3 separate regions of the Drosophila melanogaster genome follow, and regions 1 and 3 are each linked to region 2. Evidence: chromatin contacts called from public targeted proximity ligation data. All regions are on one chromosome and are shown on one strand. The core of a region is the stretch at or near the end of the contact, and the rest is flanking DNA. Distances in the headings are between cores, read along the strand shown.

What was found.
Region 1: a contact with region 2 is called in a targeted proximity ligation map of the Kc167 cell line, with 5 times the contacts expected there. A contact is called at or near these places in 27 of 107 Hi-C or Micro-C datasets (the Clone 8 cell line, the D17-c3 cell line, the Kc167 cell line and 7 more) and 3 of 7 datasets of targeted methods (the Kc167 cell line and the S2 cell line).
Region 3: a targeted proximity ligation map of the Kc167 cell line shows a contact between it and region 2, with 3 times the contacts expected there. A contact is called at or near these places in 11 of 107 Hi-C or Micro-C datasets (the Kc167 cell line, the OSC cell line, the PNm cell line and 4 more) and 3 of 7 datasets of targeted methods (the Kc167 cell line and the S2 cell line).

What each region holds. Positions count from the first base shown.
Region 1 is chr3L:9,136,173-9,139,450 of dm6, forward strand. nwk (nervous wreck) reads left to right here and starts at 1,688. Exons shown (of 9, transcript NM_140033.3): 1 at 1,688-1,717; 2 at 2,410-2,525; 3 at 2,601-2,830; 4 at 2,921-3,278. The coding sequence starts at 2,505. It overlaps Use1 (Unconventional SNARE in the ER 1), which reads right to left and starts at 1,009. Exons shown (of 3, transcript NM_140032.3): 1 at 580-1,009; 2 at 129-485. The coding sequence starts at 931.
Region 2 is chr3L:9,207,277-9,210,685 of dm6, forward strand. It overlaps Slc45-1 (Solute carrier family 45 member 1), which reads right to left and starts at 1,577. Exons shown (of 4, transcript NM_140035.2): 1 at 697-1,577.
Region 3 is chr3L:9,094,908-9,098,155 of dm6, forward strand. CG13315 reads left to right here and starts at 1,970. Exons shown (of 1, transcript NM_144186.2): 1 at 1,970-2,587. The coding sequence starts at 2,104. The coding sequence ends at 2,313. bol (boule) reads right to left here. Exons shown (of 8, transcript NM_001274685.2): 8 at 2,722-3,248.

The DNA.
Region 1 (3,278 bases), core at 438-2,937, 71 kb before region 2:
CGTGTTTAAATGTGTGTTGTTGAGTTGGATAACTTAAGGTATATTTGTTAAGTAAATGAATTGGGATTTTCCAAGAGGGGTTCTTTTTTGCAGCTTGAACAAAACTTCCACAAAATACAATGACTCACCTATAAAAGTGGCAATTACGAAGGCAATCATCAGCCACAGCCAGCACTTGTAGGCTTTTTTCGAATGTTGCTCCAGTTTCTCAGCCTCTTTTCCTAGCGAATTGATATTGCGATCCGCCATTCCGGCGGAACGCGACACAACCTCCGTGTCTCTTCGGATAATCCTGTTGGCGGTCTCCGTCTGTTCCTTTAAGTTCCGAGTCAGCGAGAGCATGTGCTCGGTGATCTTCTCCTGGGCATTCGTATAATACTTGGCAGCCTGGTTCATGTTTTCACCAGAAGTTTCCTGAACGTTTGCGCTTCCAGAACTGGAGGAGGATTCATCTGCTCCTCGACGTCTTCGCAGGGCATCGGAATCTAAAATAAATGTTTTTTAAGTTATGAACTATTACATTTTTGAATTTAAGAAATTTTAAAATATGTACAAAACTGTTTGTTAATTCTTTATTACCCTGGAGCAGTTCCTTTCGCAGTTCGTTGTGATATTTGCTGTTTTGCAGCTGCCTTATTTCTTTCAGTGCATTTTCCCCAGTTTCGCTGACGGCTGAGGATTGTGAAGGAGTCTTTGTTGTGGAACCGGGAACGTCTGCATATCCGGTGGATATTTTAAGGGCCTGTAGGCGCTCCAAGTAGCCCGGGATACGTTTGACACTCTGCGGATCGCCCATCGCCTCCAGCTCGGCAAGCATTGTGTCCAGGGACTTAATGAACTTCTGCAGCCTCCAGAAGTTCTGTTCGCTTTTGGCCAGTTCCTCGCAGTTGGCCAGCAGGGTGCGAATATTTACATTTAGCTTCGTGGCCATTTTCAAGTTGAAAACATGAAAACAACAAAGTACAAATTCCTAAATTAAAATACCAGGTCGAAACCTATTTGTTGTCAGCAGCTGGTCCTATTAGCGATAGAAACTTATCGATAGGTTGTCGTGAGTAGTGATGAAAAATTATTGAGGATGTGTATGTAAAATGTAAGAATGTAAAAATGTATAAAGTAAAAAAAACATAACAAACAAATAATCTTCTAATCCTGTTAAAATTTAATTTTTAAAAATTTTTGAAAAAAAACATCAAGTTCCCAATATGCCATATTTATAAGCTTATGTCTACTTTCTCAAGATAACGTAATGCATTTATATTATTGCATGCATACTTCTGGGCGCGACTCGAAAATCTTATCAAACCTCTTGGCCAATATCTGAAGTTATCAATTAAACCGTTTTTGATAGCCACAGCATATGAGTAGTTTCACGCAAACGCACATTTTTGTTTTAGCTGTTGTCGTACGCCAGGTGTCAAGATCAAATGGCATACCATTCAAAGGTTGAATTTTTATAGTAGTTTTTTTTTCTTCATTTTCCTTAAGTGCCGTTACACGCAAGTGAGGTGTTATCAAACAGCTGACGGGGCAAAAACAATAAAACTCACCCTCTTTGTTAACGGTACTAGAGGCCATGAATGAAACACGACTTCGTTCTCTCTCGACTTTCTCTCACCGCTCTCTTTGGCGGTCTCTTCTTGCGCAGCAGCACCAGCAGTTAACGGTGCATGTTGAAAAGTTCTCACACAAACGTCGTGAAAATCGAAATCGATAAGTAAGCAACGGATTTTAGCTGCCCAGAAAAAGACCACAAATTTCAGTGAAAACCCAGCGATAAGAATCCCAAAAAGTACTAATCCAGCTGAAAAACAACCATCTTAACCGGCCATGTCCAAAAAAAGTGTTAGCCAAGTGTTTTGAATAACGTAGTTGGTGTAAATGCTTAAAAAAAATAAGCTAGTCCGGGGCCAGAGAAATCGATACGATACCCCCAAAAAAAGGGGGGCTGCTGCGTGGGCTGCCCGAGTGAAAATTTCCAGCTAAAAATAGTACTAGATTTGAGCTTGAAGAAAACCCTTGATTTCCTTTGCGTTTCGATGTCAGTTATCATTGCATTTCAGTTACATAAGTTTTGAGACCCGTTGCTGCGTAGCGAACCTATTAACGGCTTAAGGACCACACAACCACCCACATGTACCACCAACACCACCCATTTACACAGCCAAAAATAATCGGAAAATATATATATATAATAAATATCAGTAGGGCTACATTTTATCTAATCTTTAATTTGATAATGTTAGATTCTTTGATATAAGTCATGGCGTTAAAAATAAATCTCCCCTTTTAAGCCACTGAAATATAAATTTTTTTATATTAAAAAAATAAGATGGGATCTTAAATATCGTATCGTATTTTAATACCCGTATATCATATCCTCTCATAAAGCAATCATACTATTTACAGTTGCTAGAGGTAATGTAACACCATTAAGTCGGAGCTAAAATAGAAAAAAAAAGCCAATTGTAGAGTGACCCGATTGTCGTAGAAAAAGCCCCATGATGCAGCCGCCGCCGCGTAAGGTAAATCATAAATAAATCGAATTGATAAAGATAGTTCCACAATAATCATTCATCGTATACCTCGTAATCCTGCAGGGAAACTATGTGAAATTCCTCAAGAATTTGCACACGGAGCAGGTGGCCAAGCTGCAGCTGAAGAATCAGCATGAATGCGACCTCCTGGAGGACATCCGGCAGTTCACCATCAAGCGTTCCGCTGTCGAGAAGTCATACAGTGAGTCGCTGCTGAAGATCTCATCGCAGTATCTCAACAAGAAGATACCCAATATACCAGATATTAAGATGGAGGGCATGGAGGAACGCTGGTGGGTATTGCTTTCCAGCTAACTAGTAACGTTCTTTCGAGAACCTTCAGTCAATTTGAATTACCCACCTACTTATACGTAATCTCATAGGAACATGTGGAGCGTTTGGCGCACTGTGCTCGAGGAGAATGAGAAACTGGCTCGTGCTCGATTGGCCGCCATAGAGGTGTTTCAACAGCAAATCGCGGATGAGGCCAAGGTTCTGCGGGACTATAAGTTGGCCATAGCTAAGCGTTCGCTAGCCGGAATTGTCAATGTGCAGAAGGAACTCCATCTGAGCGTGGGCGATGTGGATAAGACCAAGAAATCATACTTTGACGAAGAGCATTGTGCTCACGATGTTCGGGACAAGGCCCGCGATATCGAGGAGAAGCTTAAGAAGAAGAAGGGCTCCTTCTTTCAATCAATCACTTCGCTGCAGAAGAACAGCGCCCGGGTCACATCTCGC
Region 2 (3,409 bases), core at 327-2,826:
ATCCGTTAGCAAAATATCACAATGTTAAATTCACACGTCTTCGGCGAAATAATCGGATGAATTCCATTGTTGCTGCTCTCGTAGCTGGTTCCATGGCGATTAAACCGTTTTGTAATTAACATGATTATTATTAAACTGCTGCTGCTTAAAATGCATATTACTTTATTGTGGGGGTGTGAACCCGGCTGTGCTGTTGATATACATACAAATATGCATATACATATACATATAGGTGTAGATTGGTTGCTTTCAGCACATAGGCAGTTTATTTAACCAACAATTGAGGCGTAATTGATCCTCTTATTGTGAACAGGCATGAACCGTGTTATTATTTTATTATGGCTCCCTTAATTATGGGAGAAAATTCTAACGAAATTTATTTTATTTCGTGGAAATTGTGGATATGGCTATTTAATTATTGACGTCTTATATTCGATTATAAGGTATTTAGGAAATTCGATACACTCGGGTAATTTGATTATTAATTGCAAGTACTATAAGTTAAACTGGAATTTTAAGTGGCTCGTATTTATAAAAGAAGGACTTACTTGCATAAAAAGTATCACTTGTAGAGTTCTAGTTTTCAACCTAGTTTTTAGTAGCTCTAACACAAAGCACAGGACCATAAAAGTCAAATAAAGTTATATAATTACTATTAGCTATAATAAATAATCCACTGCAATGGCTCAAACTCACCTGTATGTGTGGCAATCCTTGATCTGCTGACAGCCCACGCTCCTCACGCAATCGTTCCTCTAACTATTTATTTTTGCTACGAAATGTGACTAATTTTTCTTCTTATGTTTTATGTTGATTAAAGTTTTAACGATCACTGTCACTGTTTAAGCGCTTTGCTTCACTCACTATCCCGACTTTGTTTTAGTGTCAATAAATTATACTCCGTTAAAGTTTTTCGCTTGCACAAATTGCTGAACATAAAATATATTTCGATTTTCTTTAATTTCAATTGTTTCTGCTTTTGTTGCTTGGAGCGAGCGTGGGCGTGGCAGTTGTGGGCGGGCGGCGATAATGAATTCACTCTCATAACTTTACCCATGCAATTGGTGTTGGCAAAAGGCTAACGAAATCAATTTTTGCACCCCAGTCTCGGTCCTCCTGTTTTTGTTTTCCTGCGGAAAGTTGTTCCGCACTCTTCTCTGTCGCTCTCGATTCACTTGCACTTTGGCGAATTATTATTATTATCAATTTTAATGATATATCTACTTTATATCTGCTCGTTGCCCGATGGATTTGTTATTCGTTTGGTTGTATGATTTTTACTTTCTTATTAAACTGCTGACATTGCCGCTTGTCGAGCGCGGCAGCTGTTTACTCCTTTGGCCTGAACGCTGCGAAGATTTTGGCAAGACATGAAAGAAGAGTTTTCCTCGCAATTTCCCGGCAAACTGCGCAGTTCCGAATTATGTCCCTCGAATCGATACGCACGAAATGGAAAATTTATGTTCTATTTTTTGCAGAACTTTTTGTTTGCGGTGCCTCAACTTTCGATGACTTTGGTCTATTTTTGGATGGCCAAATCGCCTTCGGACAACTGCTCGAGATGATCTTGGTCTGCTCTGGTTCGCTCTGCGACTGAATGGTGGACCTCTGGACGCAGCAATTTATACGGCATATGTGACGGCAGCTCGGTCTACCATAGCTCTGCCTCTCTCTCTCGCATCCCAGAGTACTCTTCATGGGATCGGGCCTCCATATCGCGGGCCATATTCACTCTCCCTCCGATCGGCGTCTTATCGCATCGGGTCCGGTCGAGCCTTTCCTTTCTTTGTCTTAGGAGCAGTGGCCACACAGAGAGAAAAGATAAGTACTATTCCATGGCAAGTTATCAAAATGCACCAAGATATATATATCTTTCAATTGTTTCTAAGACTTATTATATTAATAAACAAATATCCTTAAATTTTTCCACTATGTTACTTTTAATAATAATATTTTTTTTTTTATTATTTTCTGTGAATTTATATGAGTATTCTAAGATACTTTTGCATGAAGATAGAACTTTAGCTGAGTGTAGCCTAATGAATAAACATGTACTAGTTATTATAAATATTAGATATTAAATGGTCTGCATTTTTTTCTCTGCACACAAATCTTGCCATAAATATTGATGTTGATATTAGGTGTTTTTTATTTTTTTGCCTCGCCTCAGCTCATTCGCAATGCATTTTGTCTGACGACATAGCACAATCTGTGTGTAATTATGTTAATTATTAATTAGCATTAGCACAGTTCCTGGTTCTTGAGCCAACCTAGCTCAACATTTGATCTAGCCCTGCTGCAGGTGATTGTAGATTCTGAGCATCTAAGTGGAACACTCTTGCTCACCTGAATTTCTGGCCACCGGGAACGACAGTGAACACACATGAAACTTGTTTCACAGGCGACAGGTTTCATAGCATAGGCATTCATGGATGTAGTAATATGCACAGTGATTCTCGAGTGATTTTCCAAGGGTGGATTGAAATCCTAGATTACACTGGCCGCATAGGCTGGGAAATTCCACTTGATTTCGAGTGTTTGTTTATCGGTTTATTTATTTAGCTCTTGACGTTATCACACACGGGGTGTGGACGCACGGTTATCAAATCTCAGCAGCCAGAAACACTCGAAAGGCGAATTAGTCAAGTGACTATAATTAATTGGCAATAAAATCTTTTAATGGTCATTTATCGAACCCATAGGTGTGGCATTGAAAATATGGCATTTTACTGCAGACTTCGGCTATAATTTTCTTCAAGGTGGGAACATTGTTCAGAAGCCACATTATTGTACATCCAAAGGAGATTATTGTTATGATGCACTTGAAAGAATCATTACGATGTAGTAACAGCTCCAGTATCTCACCTCGGATTTTATTTTAACAACCGTTTAGAATCTACTTAACGATGGAATGGTACAAGTTTTGTTTGCCATATCTCGTGTTGCCAGACAATAAACATATTCCAAGTCAAATTATACATTTGGATGCCTTGAAATGGCAATATCAGCCTTATATATACAAAGCAGTTATTTACGTATAACACGATAGTATTTGTTCGTGTTTTGACTACCGTTTATGACAAACTTTCCATCTCATTTCGGCCTCATCAAGATGCTAAAATATTCCCCCAAGAATGACGGACAACTTTTTCCCCCACCGCTGCCTCACTTTTTGTGCCAGCTGTATTGTTCAGATTCGGATTCTCAGATTTCGAGGGTTATGTTTGCATTAGTTTGGGATATATGTATATGCTTGATTACTCGTTGACAGGAACTATTAGCGGAAACCCGCGATTTTTGCCAGAGACAAGATCTCGAATTGAAGCCTGTGTGTGGCATCAAATAAAGCGAAGCGAATTATGTAAAAAAAAAAAAATAGTGGTTAAGCCTAGTCGGGTGATGCGTTTAT
Region 3 (3,248 bases), core at 720-3,219, 110 kb before region 2:
TACGAATAAGGCAGGGCTGACTTAAGTGGGCATTAGCCGTTGGCTAGTTGTAGGCGTTAAGTGTTTGCTTAATTCAATTAGCAGGGATCTCCACCCGCTCATTGGAATTTCGGTACAACTAATGTCGGAAAAAATTCGGTTGATATTGCTGCAACGTTCGCTTCGTATGGATCTGCAGACCCCAAAAGTAGGCAACAAAAAGTGTGCTGCTGAAATTGATACATATAAATTACTCATACGCCATGGTGACACAGTCACACACATCGAAACCCAATGCCACTTGCCTCTGTCTGATTACGTTGTTAACATTTCGTTTTTTTTTACACTATCAGCACTAACCGAAAAACGAGCAGATGATCCTTATCAGGCCTCGGCAACTGACATCTAGCAAACGGTATAATCTTCATGGGTTTTGTTTTGGAATTAACGAGTTAGGGACCCCCCCCAAAATCGAGACCATAAAATCGGGTGGATAGCTTTTGATACTCACGCGATTCCACGGCGATCTCACAAGTCGAAGTACAATAGTCTGGCGGGTTGCTTTATTTATAAACATTTTTTTTTTTTGCTTTGATATTTTCGGTTTCTTTGTTGATTAGCAGAAACGGGAACAAGCTCGCTCTGTAATCAGGCTGAAAAGAAGAAGTCTAAAGGAAGCACTTAAAGTCTGGACTCGCTCGTAAAGAGAAAACAAGCTCCAGGGTTTGCGTGGAAAAGTTTCGGCAGCAAAATATTCCCCCCTGATCGCGATGATTAATTTTTTTTTTCCAGCCAGCGAATGCATTGGTTCCTGAAGCACTAGCAGACAGCGTGCTAGGGCTAGATAAGGGCTAGATTGCATGGCCCCCGCTGGTTCTGAATCGCACTTGAACTTGAAGTGTGCGTTCATAGTGGTTTATTGTGGTTTTTTTGTTATTGTTGACTTAACGATTCCTCACCCGCACACTTTCTGCCGGATTTTACAACGCCTGATTGCAGTAATAGACCGTGTGCCAGCTTGACGTTTTGTTTTGAAAATAATAATTCACAAGCAGTCGCCGACTCACAAAACTGATAAGAGGAGCTCCCGCCGCACACGTAGAGTACTCATGATAGTATGTATGTATTAGAGAAGAACGAAGCTGGTGGCACATATCTTAAAGCTCGGTCCAACTAGGCAATCAGCTGGTTAGCTAGTGTCATAAATAGGCATAAATGTAACCTCAATATTGGAATACAAAGGCCAGAAACATCGCTTACAGAAGAACTTCTATCAGGCGAAACCCATGACCTACAGCACACATTTTATTATTTTAAGATTATTTTAGACAACAAAGCATCAGGTGCAGAATTATCAACATAGTCTAGCAAAATATAGATATCTCTGGCTGCGGTTCGGTGCATCCTCAATAAATGCATACATAACAGTCATATTACAAAAAAAAAAAATTACAAAACTATAGTTGTATAAATATGTGAGTTACTTCAGTTAATCTAATGCCTCCCGGAATCAATGCAAATTGACTTAAGTTTTTTAATTAGGTCAGCTTTAGTGGCGCATGCTTGACTGTACATACATTTTATTAGGATTTACGTCATGGCCTGAGGGGTATTTGATTAATTGTGCAATAATGATACAGCTGTAGAGATCAGCCTTTGGACTTCGAGCTGCACTTGGGAAGTACGATGAAGGCTATTTCTCCATTTTGCTTACGGATACACGTCTAAACAACAGCCAATTAGAAATAAACAATGCAATCTGAAACGTTGAATAACAAACTTTGGCCAAAAGTGCGTCGCATTTCGCCTTGCATTCGGGTTGCATGGCCAGCAAATAAAGGCCTGGTCGTAAGCCAATCAATTGGAAACCCTTTTGAGCAACACACACCTGATAAGCCCCAACTACTTGCAAGATAATGACCATACATATGCCAGTATAAAAGTGCTGATAAGGCATCGCTATAAATAGTGGATCCGGAGCCAAGTGAGGCCACAGAAACGAAACGAGCGCGCCAATGATCGTACGAATTCATTAGGAACAACCCAGATATAGAGACGACTCTATAGCGAAAGCAACCCAACTGTGATACTAAACGAACACACACACACAACAATATCCCCAAGATGTCTGCCACTAAGGTGAACCATTTGATCGGAGCGACTACGCGCTACATTGCCGGACGGAATGCGGTGCAGACGGTCTACTGGCGCACCTCAGCCGGACCCAATCCCCGGATGCTGAAGACCAACAAGCTGCAGAACTTCGATCGCACCCAGAAGGCGCCTCAGAGTGTACGGATGCAGAACTATGATCGCAGCTATATCCGTGATTAGGGATTAGTTTTAGTTCCGGCCTTGACATGTTCCTAATGTCGCACTAGACATACATATGTAAATTTTTTTTGTGCACTTTGTATTTATTATGCATAGAGTATTTTCCAAAACGATAGTTCTTATCGTGCAAATTAGAGTTAATCGAATCTAAACGAAGCTGGCGCTACGACTTTTCATGTACCTTGGCATTATATATATATACATATATGTATATATGAAAAAAAGAAATAAATGGCAAAGATTTAATAAATGCATTCTAGCGCGTAGATAAGAGAATATTATTCGTTTTTTTTTTTCTGGACCGAAGTCTGACGGGGGTCTGCTAAATGCGTCATCAGTTCCAGAAGCAATGACCTAAATCTAAATGTCACAATCATCGTATGATTCCAAATGAAAGCCCAATTGATTCATTCGGTTTATTCCATTTTTAAGATTTTATTAATTAGTTTTATATTTATTACATACATTGAGTTCTCGTATATATATAATTTTGGGGTTTTATATTTATGCTTTACTTCCTTTGGTTTGGTATGTAATTTTACTTCATATAATTTGTTCGTTTAGCTTTATAATTTCGTTTTTAGATATCGTTTCTTACTTATGTTTTATAGTATATTCTCGCGATTTGTTTACATTTTGTTTTAGTTTAATTTAATTTGCATTGTGGGTGAAATATGTTTATGTTAAGTTTTTTGTTTGGTTTTCGTTTTTTTTTTTTTTGTGTTTTATTTTTGAGTTTTATCATGTTTATCGGGTTGATCATTTTACTTAAAATTACAGCCTTTATAAATAATTATTTTTATATGCTATTCATAGATTCTTTTTAATTTTCCGTTTCCTCAAATTTTGTGTTTTCATATATGTTTTTGCTTTATACTTTTTATTTCGCTTGTCATTGTACTACGTATTCATTTTTCATTCGCTTTCGTTTTAAT